2 separate regions of the Mus musculus genome follow, and region 1 is linked to region 2. A link is a contact called in public HiChIP or PLAC-seq data. All regions are on one chromosome and are shown on one strand. Each heading gives the region's core, a stretch centred on a gene start, on an enhancer-like site or on the middle of the called end of the contact. The rest is flanking DNA. Distances are from core to core; before and after follow the strand shown. Region 1 holds the start of Ccdc50 (coiled-coil domain containing 50). Region 2 holds the start of Cldn1 (claudin 1).

Region 1 (3,381 bases), core at 514-3,013, 1.0 Mb after region 2:
TAGACTTCCAAACTCTCCTCTGGCCCATCATGGTTGGGTTTAGCATACCAGCAGAAGAATGGAATGCAGACTCTATCATGTCTCTTTCTTCGGACTTTTATTACTTCTCCTCGTCACACTCATCAGAAGCAGAAACAAGGAGCTCCATGTCAGTCTCCAGTGGAACAACGTGGTGGAGAAGTAGAAAGAGAGAAGGAAAGAGAAGCAGAGATACTGTCATTATAAATGCTCTCTATAACTATAGGACAATTTAAAAAACAGGTCCATATATGGCAGGACATTTATAAATACCCCTAAAGCCACTTTGCTATACCTTCCTTCTTCACACTTTGTTTATGGAGTGCTCTCTATCTCTGACAGGGCTGTGCAAAATTTTCTTGTAAGGGTTTGATAGTACTTTAGATTTTGGGCTTAAAAGGCAAAATTTAAATGACTCATATTAAAAATAATTTAAAATGTAATATTTAAACAAATACAGTCACGGGGTTTCAGCGGGCTGGGTTTGGCCTGTGGGTAGCAGCTTGCCAACTTCTGATCTAATTTTTGCTCTCATTTACATCTTAGTTTTTGCTAACCAATTTTAGTGTCAAGTTAAAAATCATACCACTTCCTCCTGACCTCTCACACTAGGAGTCTGAGCTGAGATGGGAAGCCAGTTTAAGCCAGTGGCTGAAGTGACACGTTGAACTTTGACAAGATGTTGGGCTGACATTCCAGAGTTCAATGATCCTGCCAACAAGCTTAACTCTGAGGAGGAACTGTGCTTTGCTACTGTGTTTCCATCAGAAACTGCCCTCTTCTCCGCCTTCTCCTATCTTTGCTTATCTTCAGTTTAGTTTCATTGTCTGCTAGTGAGAGTGGCCGCCCACTCAGGAAACAGATACTAATTTGCTACTCTACCCTTTATGTAGCAAGCCTAGGGAGGTATTCTGCTCCACCGGTTTTGATCTCACACCCATTCTTTGATAAATATGCATGGTTTGTGGACTAATGGACTGAAAGATAAGATTAGTGAAAACCCAGTTTAGGACTGGAATGTTTCCTTTAGGGGAAGAGACAGTTCCTAAAGGAGCATGAATCTGTACTGATCCATAGGATGAAACGCGAAAAGTCGCTCATTTCAGAGAAACACAAATGTCAGAATTATAGACCAGTGAGTGGCATGCTGGAAGGGGAAGCCCATACAAGTCTCTGTCACAATCCCTCCACCCCCGAAACTGAACATCCGATCTGGTAGACATTTATAGTTTTTTGTTGATTGAGTGACTCAGTTCTCCCTGCTGGTTGTGAATATTCCGTTTCCAGAAGGGCCCAGAATTTAATTCAGTGTCTTGTATTCTGGTTTCTTTAAAAACAAAAAAACAAAACAAAAAAAGAAATATAAAGCACACACACACACACACACACACACACACACACACACACACATGTATGTATGTATGTATGTATGTATGTATGTATGTATGTATGTTTGTAAGTATGTATGTATATGCCCACTAATCCCAGATATAAGGATTTGTGGTGCCTGGCACTCAATAAGCACTTTACACAAGTCTTAAATCTCAGAGTGGAGCGCAGATAGGCTCTGTCCCGGCGGCGCCTAGCTGGCAGGTGCAGCCTTGGGGTCCCGGCCTTCAGGCCGCAGAGCTGTGGCCTGGGCTGGGCGCGGCAGGCACATAGGCGAGGGGAGGCGGTCTGGCTCGCACGCCTCTGCGTGCGGTGCAGCCTTGCAGCCCCCGCCCCCCGCCGCCGCCGCCGCCGCCTTTCTGGCACCTCTCTCCCTCCGTACTGGACTCCGGTGCATTTCCGGCCCGGGAGAGTCCGGCGTCCACCCGGGCCAGCCCGCGGGGTGGGCGTGCGCCGTGATCTCCGCGCGCCCGAGGCCCAGCGGCCGCCATGGCCGACGTGAGTGTAGATCAGTCCAAGTTGCCGGGCGTGAAGGAAGGTAGGTCGGGACTCGCGGGCTCCGGGGAGCCGGGCTGCGCGGGGCACGCGGCGCGGGGCGGGCTAGGAGCGCCGCGGGCTGGCTCGGTCCGCCAGCGGCTGCGGGAGGCCCTCGCCTGGCCGCGCGGCCTTGTTCTGCCCTGTGGACGCTTGATGTAGAAATCCCAGCCCTTCCAGGCTGGCCCAGGCCAGGGGGTGGCGTTCCGAGTGGAGTGGAGCCTTTGTTTTGAAACATGACCCTCTCCCTCCTCTTCTCCTTCTGTTCCTCTCTTCTCCCTCCTTCTTTTCTTTTCTATCCTCTACCTCCCTCCTCCTTTCTTTCCCTCCTCTCTCCCTTCCTCCCTTCTCCCACTTCTTCTTCCTAGTCTAGTGTCTGGCTGGCTCTTAGCTTCAAAAATGTTGAAAATCTTAGGGTTGGCATTGCTTTGAATGGTGGACCTCAAGCCCCTATAAAGATGATCTCCCCACTTCCATTTTAATAAAGACCAGGCTGGAGTGGGTGGGAGCTTGTGATCCTGTTACCCCCGTTGCCCCCCATGGCTGCTATATTGAAGTCCAGGAAAATAAGATTGACTAGTACTGGCCAGGCCTAGCTTACTTCATCTCTCCTCCCCTCCCCGGGGCCTAGCATTTTTATTGTTTTGGTTACTGGCTCATCTTCTTGTCACTCTGTCTTTCCCTTCTTGGGAAGCACTGGACTTCCATTATGACAACACCTAGAACGTTCAAGAGTGCTCTCTCTTAAAGCCATAAGTTCTGAGGGGGGTGGGGGGGGGGTCTTTGTTGTGGATCTCTTTTGTTTCACCAGAGATCTGTGGCCAACACGGTCTGGGACTGGGATGTGTGTGTTGTGTAAGTGAAGGAGTTTTTCCTTTCTTGAGACTTTAGGCTTCATTGCCAATTTCAAGTGACTCAGATGGTCTCGCTCTGGCCAATTTGGAAATCCCAAGACAATTAGTGACTACTTGGCTGCATCTGTCCTAGGGTTTCAGAGAAGCACCGTGGCTAGGAGTCAATGATTTTATGTTTAAATTGTAGTAGGTTTGGATCTACTCCATTGTTTCTAAAGAGTAATAATGCCTTCAGGCTGAGCTTTTGGTCTTGGTATTTTTCCATCGTTTCTGTCCCTAACTTGACTTTGGTTATTACAGTTTTTAGTTAATGGAGTCTAAGGAGCCACTGGGAAGACATATCGGTTCTTCACCTGGAGGCCAGCTGTAGAGCTCCCCTCTTGCTTTTGGATATGGGTTTTGTGCGCAAAGGTGTTGGTTTTGTCTGAAGACAAAGTGCTCCCTTGGTAGTACTTTCATTGATGGTGGGTGTTGCTGATACTGGAGTTCAAACAAAACCTGACCTGAGGTGCAAAGCTTCAGTGTTGAGGTGCTGTGACTTCCCCAGCCTTCCACCTGTGCTAGTGACCTGGAAAGAACTTTTTTG
Region 2 (3,267 bases), core at 375-2,874:
GGTTCTCACAGTGTCAAGCTGATTTGTGGCAGGTCTCATAACTGTAAAGTGAAGTGCTTTTGTTGGGAAGGAGGAAGAGCTCCACTCTCATAGGTCAGGGACAATGCCAGCACTGTTCACAGCAGCATTCCCAGGGGACTGTGGAGTAGCTTTGTTTAGGCAAAGGCTAAGGGAACTCTTCCTCCTGTGAGGTAAAGGGCAGGACAACCAATGTGATTTCTCCAGGAAGAGAACATGCCCTGTAGGAATTGAATGGCTTTCTGACAAAGCCCTGAAAAAAGTTTTAGCTAAAAGTGAAGGCGAATACATCTTATCACCCGTCTCCCCAGAATCAGTAGAGATACTCCTGTCTATGCATGCCTTTCTCACTTTACATATAGGACCAATGCATCAATACATAGAGATTCCATTGCGGAAGGAAAAACATGGGAATAGCCTTTCTTTTTCCTCACAGACTTCTTCCCACATGGTGACCTCAACCAGGCTGCCTCCTTCTGTGCCTTCGCTCTTGCTGCCATGCTGCTGAGTTTATTCAGAAGAGCTCTCTTCAGTGACCCACTCCCCAGATGCCACCAGTCCTTCTTATTCTAAACTTGTACCGCACAAGTTGACTCTCCTGCAAATCCTAGTCCATCCTTTGGGGGCGGGGGGGGGGGGATCTCAAGAGGTTCTTCAAGGTAGAAAACCAAAAGACCCAAAGAGTAAACCTTAGCTGTGCGTTGGAAATGCCATGAGACAACTCAGAAAGTTTCTTATTTGATATTTCAGAATCATCTAGTTAACGCTTGTAAACCTACCCAAAGTGTGCCGTTTTCTTGTTCAAACCCTATTAGAATGAATGTGCAGAAGAGGCCCAAGAACCTAAGTTCCACAGTGGTCTTCATTCTCCCAATCTCCACCCACCTTGATTAGAATTTGAGACAAAAAAAAAATCACACCTAAAAGGGCAGAAGGTGCCAAGTAGAGAGTTAGAGGCAAATCTAGGGCTTTAACCTAGGGCTTGGGTTCTTTCTGCTTTATCAGGACAGAGCACATGCTGAAAAGCCTTGACCAATTTCGAGGGTAGCCTCTGGGCTGAATGAAGCTACTACAGAGGACAAGGGCTCCAAGGCTGGGGAGTGGGGGTAGAGAGGGTGGGGGAGAGTCCAAGGATAGGGAGTGGGGAGTTGGAGGATGAGGGTGCACTCACTGTTCAGATTCAGCAAGGAGTCGAAGACTTTGCACTGTATCTGCCCGGTGCTTTGCGAAACGCAGGACATCCACAGTCCCTCGTAGATGGCCTGAGCGGTCACGATGTTGTCCCCAGCATAGGAGTAAATCTTCCACTGGGGCAGGGCAGTGCTGACGATGGAGCCGATCCATCCCAGAGAAGCCAGGATGAAACCCAGCAGCTGCAGCCCCGCGTTGGCCATGGCTCTTTCCGAGGCTCCCGCGGGCTCAGTGGCAGATGCAGAAAGTGGAGTTTGCAAGGTGCGCACCTGAGCTCCCGAAGGTGATGGGGTCTCTGCAAACAAGTTAGTGCCTATACCCTTGCTCTCTGTGCAGCTGCGGGGCGAGGCTCCTGGCTTCTGGTCCGGGTAGGCGGTGGTGGAGTCTGGAAGTGAGAAGTGGCAGAGTTCTCTGAGACGCTGAACCGCCCGGCGCTGTGATTTAAAGCAGCTCCGCCCCTCCCGGCATGCAGCGCCCCCTGGTGGTTTCGTGGCCGAATCCCCACAAAGGTCCTCGCAGGCCAGCTCCGTGGTGGATGATGATGCCCCGTGGGCTACCTGGGGACCATCTGAAGAGAATCAGGCATCCCTAACCTCTTCCCTTCGTGTCTCTCCTAGCACTTGATAGGCATTTTCTTCATTTCACTCCGTAATTAACTAATAATAAAAGTTACCTCATCTGTGTAAATGCAAAAACAACACATAAAGATGGAAAAACTGGGGGGAACTAGAAACCTATTTTCATTTTTTAGTATATTCCCAGTATTTTATTCAGGAAATGTGTCTAACTCGATATTTCTATATTCCCTTCACCCTTGGGCACCTCTTGTCTGATAGTTCCTTCTCTTTTAGGGGCCCTCTGCTCCCTTCTGTTCCTTAAGGTCATTCCATTAGATTTCTCCCATTTCTCCCATGGGTCTCAGAGATGTTGAAACTTTATAGATTAGAGAAGAGCTAACCGGAGAGTGCCTCAGGGCAGGTTTCTAGTACACTCTTAGATCTGTGTGCTTTCCACTGCATATATATATATATTGTCTTTTGGGTTTTTATTTTCCTTTTGAAAATGCAGTCCACTATCTGACACACCCAATGCATGCATGCACGGGCACAAACACACAGACACACATATACACACATACACATACACATACACATACACATACACATACACATACACTTTTTCCTTAAAGCAATTTGCTTAGCATAGTAACTCCTTATCTGAGATGCCTGACCAGCAAAGACTTATCAGATGGAATTCAGCAAGTTCCTCCACATTCTCTTCCAGGAGAAAGAGAGACACTTGGATGCATCCTAGTAGAACTTAGTCTCTGGCTTTGGAGCTGGCAGTAATCTCCCCAGGCTTTGACCTAGGCTGCCTCTTGCTGTCCTCTCTGGGTCTGTACAGCTTCCTTGCTTGTTGCTACACAGAAGCCCACATTGTGGTTGAGAATAATTAAAATGTTTTCTCAGCTGTTATTTTGTCTGTGGTGTGAGTACGGTGGAAAGAGAGGCTTCTATGGATTTAGTAAAAACAGGAGAATTGAGGGCAGAAATAAACACATGAGTGAAAACAAGGGATGCTTCCATGCATGCTAAGGAAAGTACAAGCTTGCCACAAGAAAGTTATGTGAAAAACAAAATAGAACGACAAACAAAGCCTTACTGCCCTCACTCCCATGCTCACTGTTCTCAGACCAGCTTTGTCAATGCTTAAGGATAAAGACTCAGATCTGCTGTAGTCAGGGACTTAGGGAGTAGTGATGACAACAGAACTCAGACAGGAGATAGCAAGATTTGAACAAGTATTCATTGTCCTGCTCCTGCTCCCAGCTGTTTTCCAAACATAAAAGATCTCTAAATAAGATCTGTAGGTAGGCCAGGCCCTGGCTGACTTGTGCCCTCACGCCCTCAGCCTGCAGGCAGTACTACTCTGTGAGTTCAGAGGAATATTCCCCTGGTATCTAGTGTCTGTTCAGGCAGATGAAATGTCAATCATGCTTAGAACACAGAATTCCCTCAAGACGTGCACTATGTGAGATCATATGATCGTATCCATTTC

The links. HiChIP or PLAC-seq counts read pairs in DNA pulled down with a chosen protein or histone mark.
Region 1: an H3K27ac HiChIP or PLAC-seq map of bone marrow-derived dendritic cells shows a contact between it and region 2, with 5 times the contacts expected there. The contact joins the promoter of Ccdc50 here to the promoter of Cldn1 in region 2. A contact is called at or near these places in 1 of 39 promoter capture datasets (hippocampal neurons) and 2 of 115 datasets of contacts at active chromatin or transcription factors (bone marrow-derived dendritic cells and microglia).

What each region holds. Positions count from the first base shown.
Region 1 is chr16:27,387,193-27,390,573 of GRCm38.p6, forward strand. Ccdc50 (coiled-coil domain containing 50) reads left to right here and starts at 1,764. Exons shown (of 11, transcript NM_026202.4): 1 at 1,764-1,945. The coding sequence starts at 1,897.
Region 2 is chr16:26,370,215-26,373,481 of GRCm38.p6, forward strand. Cldn1 (claudin 1) reads right to left here and starts at 1,625. Exons shown (of 4, transcript NM_016674.4): 1 at 1,190-1,625. The coding sequence starts at 1,412.